Linked DNA regions of Anas platyrhynchos: regions 1 and 3 are each linked to region 2. A link is a contact called in public Hi-C data. All regions are on one chromosome and are shown on one strand. The core of a region is the stretch at or near the end of the contact, and the rest is flanking DNA. Distances in the headings are between cores, read along the strand shown.

Region 1 (2,700 bases), core at 134-2,633, 170 kb after region 2:
CTGCATATGAAGAAAAATAATGTTATTCCTCAGCCCGTACTGACGCTTAGAGAAAGTAATTAGTTAGGAGTCTAATCAAACCCCAAGTAGGGTTTGTAGGGAAGGTTAAACCATCTCAGGTCTTGCTGACACTTTGCTGTTCTGGGTGCTGGAAAGCTTTGATTTAACTGAAACAATCCAAGAACCTGAGAAGATACTCTTCCTGTGACAGCAATCTCCGAATTATCGGAAAGCGTGGTCTAGAGGGACAAGGGGACTTATGGCAGCTGACGAAGTTGTCCTATAAAGCTGCAAGCATGGCAGTGTCATGCAGGACAAGAAGGCAGTGTGTACTCATTGAGCTGATGATGCTCATAAAGGGCTCAACTAATGCAAAGACTAATTTGTTTGGGACTTCCTTACAGGACTGCTTTGCTGGGATATGAAGCCAATCCCAATGACGCTGTGAACATTTCAATGTCTTGATGCTGTTGTTGAGTTACTGACCAATGTGTTGACGTTAAAAAGCCCTTCTGCAGGATCAGGATGGTTGTACTCAAACATTGCATGGCGGACTTCATCGTATCATGCCTGGTCACCCATTTTGGGTCAGGCTGGATGTTGGGAAGATGTTCTTTAAGTGTGGTTGTAGAGTGCAACAGGCATCCTGAAGAGGTGGTTGATGTCCTGTGCCTGTCATTGCCCAAAAGGCGGCTGGATAATGCCCCCAACAATACACTTTATTTGGTTTAGTTACTTTAGAAACTTTAGTTACTTTATTTATTGTTTAGCCCAGAAGTGGTCATGCAGGTGGACTTGGTGATCATCGTAGGGCCTTTTCAACTCAACTATGGGATTCTATTCCACGCTGTTGTTTGACTCAGCCTTTGCTCAAGCTCTGGGGCAAGCCCACCCTTCGAAGCCTCTACCCCTTGTGTGCAGCGCCTCGCCCTTACGGCATGGAGGTCGTGTGAGGCCCGCCAGACCCCGCCACCACCGCTGGCCGATGGCGACCAGGGTGACACAACCTCCGAGCACCAAGCTGCCGGGAGCTGTCCCCTGAGGCAAGCAAGATGCCGCCAGCCGGGCACATGGCAGCACATGGCGACATGAGGGACCCGCCCGCGCCCCGGCGCTGCCCCTCAGGGCACGCCCTGCCCCGGGAGCCCTCCACCACCGCGGGGGCGAGTCCTGCCCTCGGGGACGAAGCCCCCCTCAGCACTCCGAGGGGTCTCCACCTCGCTCCCCTCATCGAGGAGCACCCGGAGCCCCCCGAGGGCCGCTCGCAGCGGGCTGAGGGCGGTGTTTGGGGCCGCCGCCACGCGTTTCAAACGGGCCAACCGCCGGGCGCGGAGGGAGGGCGGGCCGCGGCGCAGTCCCCGCCTGGGACTTTAAAGCGCCATTTTGTGCCGGGCGGCCGCGATCGATCGGCGCTCCCAGCCGGCGGGCGGGCGGTGGCGGAGGAGCGGCGGGCGCCCGGCTGGCGGAGCGGCGCCCGTCCTCTCTTCGCCTCCCCGCGCCTCCTTCGCGCTCCCCCCCCCCTCTTTTTTTTTTTTTTTTCCTCGCCCCTCCGCCTCCATGACCCGCAGTCGGAAGCAGGCGGCGCTGGAGAGAGGAGCCGGGAGGATGAACCACGAAGCGGGGAGCGCCGCGGAGGGGGCCCGGGAGGAGGTGGCGGTGGAGGCGGCGGCGGGGGCAGCAGCGGCAGCGGCGGCAGCAGCCGATGGTGGCGGAGCGGCGGCGGCCGCTTGGGGGCTGCAAGGGGAGGCGGAGAAAGTTGTGTACTCGCGGTCGCAGGTCTCCTTCGCCGGCACCAAGGCGCTGAGCGACGCCCTGAAGCTCTTCATGCCCAAGTCCACCGAGTTCATGAGCTCCGACTCGGAGCTCTGGAACTTCCTCTGCAGCCTCAAGCACGAGTTCTCCCCGGTCATCCTCCGCAGCAAGGACGTCTACGGCTACGCCTCCTGCCGCGCCGTCGTCCCCGACCCGCCGCCGCCCTCCTCCGAGCGGCCCCGCCGCCGCCCCGGCAAGCGGCGCCTCCCGGCAGCCGCCGCCGCCAAGCGCCGGGCCGTGGCCGCGGGGGGCAGCGCCAAGCGGCGGCGGAGGCGGCGGCGACGCAGGAGGGGACGGGGGTGGCAGCGCCAAGCGGCGGCGGTGCCGGGCGAGAAGGAGGAGAAGGAGGAGGAGGAGGAGGAGGACAGCGAGCGGGGCGCCCCGGCGCAGGGGCCGGCTTGGGAGCCGTTCGGCGGCCGGTCGCTGGAGGAGATCTGGCAGGCGGCCACCCCCCGCCTCACCTCCTTCCCCACCATCCGGGTGCGGGGCAGCGTGTGGAGCCGGCGGAGCCTGGCGGCGGCGCTGCGGCGGGCGCAGCGGATCCTCGGCGTGGACCTGGCCCCCGTGGTGCGGGTGCGCCGCCTGCCCGTGGCGCCGTCGTGAGGCCGCGGCCGCCGCCCGGCTCTGCCCCGCCGCGGACAAAGAGACCGATATCAGTCACCTGTTTACATTGCTTTCGTCTGGATCATGTCCTTCTGCTGCACTTTACGGCTCGCTCGGACTCGGGACGGGGCGCCGGGACCCCCACCACGACCCCCTTTCCTCTTCCCCCCCCCCCCCCCCCCCCCGGTACCGGGGGCAGCCTGCGGGGCTCCGGCCTCTTGCAGGCTCCGCGCGTGGGGACCAAGTTCCGCTTCCACTTCTCCCCCTTCGGGCTACCTCACTGGT
Region 2 (2,700 bases), core at 162-2,661:
AAAGCCATCCATATGTAACAGCCAAAAAAACCCAAGGAAACGAATTCAAAGGAAGAAAAGCGGAGTTGAGCACTTTTTCTGCCCAATTAAAGGCTGTTTTGAACAGCGTGTGCTTCCTGCCTGGGCCTTGGCATTTCGGTGTTTTGAAACGTCAAGGGAACGGTCATGGATTAGCTCGCACGGCCTTTTTTTGGTTCAGTTTTCGCGAGGCTGTTGTGAAATGTGCTGGGTGGGGGCGCCAGGCAGCGCTGAGACCGCTGGCGGCAACCTTCCCTCACAGCCCAACGGGTTCGATAACGGGCACCCGCGCTGTAAAACGAGTCCCTTCCTGACGTTAGGAAGAAAATACGGGAATATTAAGAAAGATCCTATTGGCTACGGGGAGCTACTTCCATTTCGGAAGGGCCAAGGGTAAAATAATTCCCGTTAAAAGGGGAGCCGGGGGGGGGGGGGGCTGGGCGGGACGGCTTCGTGAGGAGAGCCGAGTCCGGCCGGACTTTCCCGAGCGACACCGAGCCGAGCCCAGCCGAACCTTGCCGAGCATTCCCGAGCCCAGCCGAGCCCTTCCGACCTCCGCTGAGCGTTGCCGAGCCGAGCCCGGCCGAACCTTTCCGATCCCTTCCGAACTTTGCCGAGCCCAGCCGAGCCTCCCCGCACCCCCCCAAGCACACACCACGTGACCCCGCCTGGCCGCTGCCCTTGTTTATAAACTCCCCGCCGGCAGCGCGCATGCGCGCAAGGCCCCATTCATTCACAACTGCGTAACAGCCCGGGGGGGGCAGCCCCCCCCCTCCTTTCTCCCCTCTCCCCCCTTTTTCCCCCTCTCCCCTCCGCTCCTCTCCCCCCGCAGCCGCCTCCCCCCTGCCGAGGAGCCGCCCGCGCTCCCTCCGTCAGCCCGTGCCGAGCCGCCGGCCCCTGAGGAAGGGGAAAAGGGGCCGGGGAAGGGGCTTCGAGGGCATTTTCCAGCCTGGCGCTGCCGCTGGACCGCCCTGAGGGGCAGCCGGCGCTCTGGAGGCGCCGCTCGGGGCTCAGCCCGGCGCCGCCGAACCGTCCCGACGCCGCCGGGCGGCCGGGGTACGGAGCGGGGTAAACAACAGCGGGCCACCCGCCCGCGGCTGCCTCGATGAGGGCTCCGCAGGCTCCTCAGCGCCGCCCACGGCCGCCGCCACCCCCCCGCAGCCCGCCAAGCCCCGGCCGCCCCCCTCCGAGCCCCGCCGGCCGCCCGCAGCCGCAGCCCCGCAGTTGGCGGCACTTACCAGACCCGTCGCCATTACCGAATTCCCCTCAGCTTCCCCCCCCGCCGAGTCCTCGCCGCGCAGTCCCGCCCCGTGCTGACCAGGCTCGGTCGTTGATTGGTTGGAGGCGGCGTTGCTCAACGTGTCCCCGGTTCCTATTGGCTGAGCGGCCTGCCCATCAGAAACCCGCCCGGAGGGCGGACATGTTTTGACTATCCTGCACAGCTGATTGCACCGCGCCGCGCGTCAATCACGCGCAGACAGCGCCGCGATTGGCTAATCCCATCCTCGGCTCGCTACGAGGCATTCTGGGAGCTGTAGTCTCGGCCGCGGCAGCCGCCAGCCAAGTTGTGCAGGTGAAGAACGACAGCCCCCAGCGTGCCCCGCGCGGCGCCCGGCCGATAGTAAACAAGGCGCTGAGGGACACGTGTACCGCGCCCGGCCCCGAGATGGCGGCCGGCCCCGCCGCCCCCCGCTGCCTCAGCGCCTCACAGCTCCCCACAGCTCCCCCGCGCCTACAGCGGCATCACCAACACCGCACAGCCCGCTCGGTTAACACACCAAACGGGCTGGCGATGGCCTCCTGCGGCCCGGCGTGACACGTCCGTGCGCAGCTCGGAAATAAATTATCATATTTAGCACAACCCGTGGAGATGGCCAAAATTTCGTAAATTCGGGATTTCCCCAGAAAATTAACTCAGTGCGCTGATCTCAACGCCACCCCGGTCACATAAAAGTGCTTTAAATCACGCACTGGAGCCGTTGTCGCAGTTTAATGTAGGCTCTACAGCAGTCCTGGCGTTTAGTTGGTCAAGCAAGCAAAAATAAATAAATACAAAAATAAATGAGCTATTCCCATGTAAATAATGACTCAGGCTTACCTATAGAGCCCCGTGGGGTGGGGTGTGCTGGCGGCGGCCGCCAGGGGGAGGCTGTTGGTGCCGTTACCAAACGTCCAGGGGGGTTATGCAACGGGGTGAAAAATAAAAACAATCACAAAATCACACGCTGGAATTACATCCAGTACCAAAGCACACACAGCGTGCAGTGTCTGGACTCTCTGAGATTTGGTTTCTCCAGGAGGCAATAGTTTGAAATCAGAAATCACTCCGAGGGAATTTAACCAAAAAAAAAGCTTTGGTGCTCCATTACCCAACAAAACAGCTCTTTACTGATCATTTTCCCTACTTGAAAACATCGCGATTTGAACACATGCCTCTGGAAAAAGCTGAAAATTAATGCTGAGTCTCAGCTATGAAGAAACTAGACTGCTTTTTATAATACCGACTGTCCAACTCGACATCCCACAAGCTCAGGTTTTCCCTGTATCTAGAATTAAGGCTCTTCCTAAGTAACTGGTAGATCTTTATATAAGAGAACTTATACAGCATCCTCTCTCTAAAATATGTTTTAATAAACTGAAAAGTGGTAAATCAGGAATCATCTTTACACCACTCTTCAATAA
Region 3 (2,700 bases), core at 143-2,642, 150 kb after region 2:
TTCTTCTAAAGGTGTCTCTTTGGGATAGATACCCCAAATCAAACAAAACCTTCCAGCTGGTTCCAAAAATTTTGGGCAGGGCGTTTGGCAGAGTTCTGGCTGTGTACGTGACAGGTGATCTACCTTTAGAGCAGCGCTTCACAGAGCCTGGAAACACACAGAGCGCAGCTATGGCTCCTGCAGTGACTGTTAGGATACAGCCTATCCTTTAAAGTTGCGCTCCTTTTCCCAAATACCGATCTTTACCGATATTTTTTACACTGAAATCCAACTCCACAACGCCCTAAGCGACGCCTGCAGCCATTTTTGGGGGGGTCAGGGCAGATTGTACGGTCTACACGAGCCAGGCGGGCACGAGAAACCCTAACTTGCGAGACGAGGCAATACGGATATTTCCTGAGGAGCAGCAGAGCTGACTCAGGATCCGAATCCCGGCGGGCACAGCCTGCTCCAGCCGCTTGCAGCACCCCCTGCCTCCAGCCTTCCCCCCAGCCCCGTGCGGAGCGCGTCCCCCGCCCTGAGATGGCGGCCACCGCCGTGCGCCCCGGGGAAGGGGGGGGCGCCTCCAAACCCCAGCGCTGCCACCTCCAGGGGCCGGGCAGGGCCGGGCCGCGGAGCACCGAGCCCCCGCCGGTGCCCTGCGAGGCTCGGCAGGGCAGGGCTTGGGCCGGCCCGGGGTAGGGTCCAGCGGCGCCCCCCGGGCCGCAGCTACTCACCGCAGCGGCGGGGCCGCGGCCCGGCTCCGCGCAGGTGCCTCGGTCTCAGCGGGGAGCGGAGCGGGCCGGGGGCCGGGCGGGAGGCTCCATGGCCGGCGGGAGGCAGCTCCGCAGCCGCCGCCAATCACACGGAGAGGGAACCGGCGCTGGGGCCTCCCCGCCCCGCTCGGCCCGGCCCCGGCCTCCTCAGCTTCAGCCTCAGCTTCAGCCCCGGGCGCTGCGGGGTCCCCGTCCCGTCCCGTCCCGTCCCGTCCCGTCCCAGCGAGCCGAGGACCAGCTTGGTCCTTACCGGGACCTGCCCGGGCTGTCCCCGAACAGCCCTGCTGATGGTGGGCTGCTCCAGGGCTCCGTGGCCTTCTCCTCTGGAAGGGCTTTCATGCTGGCTGATGAGATGTCTACTTGTGCAGGATTAGCCTCTTACTTCTCCTAACCCTATTTTTTTTCTTCCATCTACTTTTGGTTTGAAGGCGCTGGATTCTTGCTGTCCTGCTGGCCTGGCATCTCCAGGCCCCGCAGCCCTGCCTCTCTGCCTTTTGGTCGTGTTCCTCAGCCCCCTGGTGATTCCCGTAGCCTGCCCCTGGGCTCCTGCCAAAGGGGCCGCATGGGTTTTGGAAGGCGCTGCTCTGAGCTGGACACCGCAGTCCTCCCGCTACGGCCCTGCCAAGGCTGCCCGCAGCAGGAGCATTAATTCATCCGCCTTCCAGAGCCAAGACTCAAATTGTAGCACAGGCATAACAAACCCTCTGCTTCCAACCCAAACAAACAGCACCCCGCTACAACCCATTCACTCCCTGGGCTGCTGCCTGCTCCGCTCTGGAAGGAGCTGAGTATTTGTATCTCCTCACCTCTGTTTTGAAACGGGTAACAAAGTTATCTCAGTGATTGTACCCAGACCTTTTCTGACCTTGATCTTGCAATGAGATTCAGAGGTGAACCCCCGTGTGGCAAGGAGCCCACATGCTTGCCCTGAACGACGTGCTGACAGAAGGTGACGTCTTCAGGGAGTGCTTGACAAGATCATAGGTTTCCACACAGACTATAAAAGGGAATCTGAATGCTCTATGTGCTCTGTGTTAACCTCCATAGAGCGAAAAATATCAGAAGAGAGTAACTGGTGTGTTCCTGTGTATTCCTCATACAGATGCTATTGTAAAAGTTTGGATAATTGTCATTATAACAGTGGAGTTCTTTTGACTTAAAAAATCATCTGCATGACAATGCTAAGAGTTGTAATACCAGCCTGAAGCAGAAAGTAATTCAGAAACGATAGTATAAACACGGAGTTTCAAAATTAATGTGTTACACTGAGCAGTGGCTAAATGAAAGTGTAACTATGTACGGCTTCAAGTTCCCTTTTTACAAAGGTGGAAGCAAAATGAAAGCCTTTAACAACCTTCACATGATGTGCCTGCAGCACAGGGGAAACGTGGTGAAGATTCACTGACTTTGTGCTTGTTTTTGTCTGATACAGTTGGTAATATTGGTCAGAGAAGTTCAGCTTTGCACAGCACGTGTATTACTGAATGCTTTAAAATAGATTAGAAAACCTTATCAAATAGGAAGCCTCTTTTTTGTTGTTGTTGGCTGGGTCCCCAGATGGATCACTGCAGGAACAGAAATACAGCCAGTTTGGCTACTAATCCTGTTAAAATCCATGGACTTTATTTGGGGATGCACAAACATATGGAGATTTGAGCAGATGAATAAAAAAGACCTTCATTTGTCAAAAGGCAAATACAGAGGGAATAATTTACAGCCTGAGCAAATGACATGTTTCATGTGTCACTTCAGCCAGAATTGTATAAAATATTTTTAAATAGCTATAAATCAACATAATACTATTTGCAATGAAAGAATAAATTATTTTCTAGACACTATTTGAGAAAAGGAGGTAAAATATTTTGTAAGGTGTTACAGAAAAACTGAAAATCTTTGTCATTTCAGGATTCAGTAGCTTAATCAATTATTATTATTTTTTTTCATT

Evidence for each region. A called contact is a pair of places that touch in the nucleus more often than the background predicts.
Region 1: a Hi-C map of subcutaneous adipose tissue shows a contact between it and region 2, with 2.8 times the contacts expected there. The contact joins the promoter of CCDC71L here to the promoter of HBP1 in region 2. A contact is called at or near these places in 2 of 8 Hi-C or Micro-C datasets (skeletal muscle and subcutaneous adipose tissue).
Region 3: a Hi-C map of subcutaneous adipose tissue shows a contact between it and region 2, with 4 times the contacts expected there. The contact joins the promoter of PIK3CG here to the promoter of HBP1 in region 2. A contact is called at or near these places in 5 of 8 Hi-C or Micro-C datasets (F5 follicle, liver, skeletal muscle and 1 more).

What each region holds. Positions count from the first base shown.
Region 1 is chr1:14,741,587-14,744,286 of IASCAAS_PekinDuck_T2T, reverse strand. It overlaps CCDC71L (coiled-coil domain containing 71 like), which reads left to right and starts at 1,383. Exons shown (of 1, transcript XM_027459190.3): 1 at 1,383-2,700. The coding sequence starts at 1,558. The coding sequence ends at 2,415.
Region 2 is chr1:14,915,893-14,918,592 of IASCAAS_PekinDuck_T2T, reverse strand. HBP1 (HMG-box transcription factor 1) reads right to left here and starts at 1,411. Exons shown (of 11, transcript XM_027459130.3): 1 at 1,257-1,411. The coding sequence starts at 1,271.
Region 3 is chr1:14,765,824-14,768,523 of IASCAAS_PekinDuck_T2T, reverse strand. It overlaps PIK3CG (phosphatidylinositol-4,5-bisphosphate 3-kinase catalytic subunit gamma), which reads right to left and starts at 1,392. Exons shown (of 11, transcript XM_072032638.1): 1 at 1,006-1,392.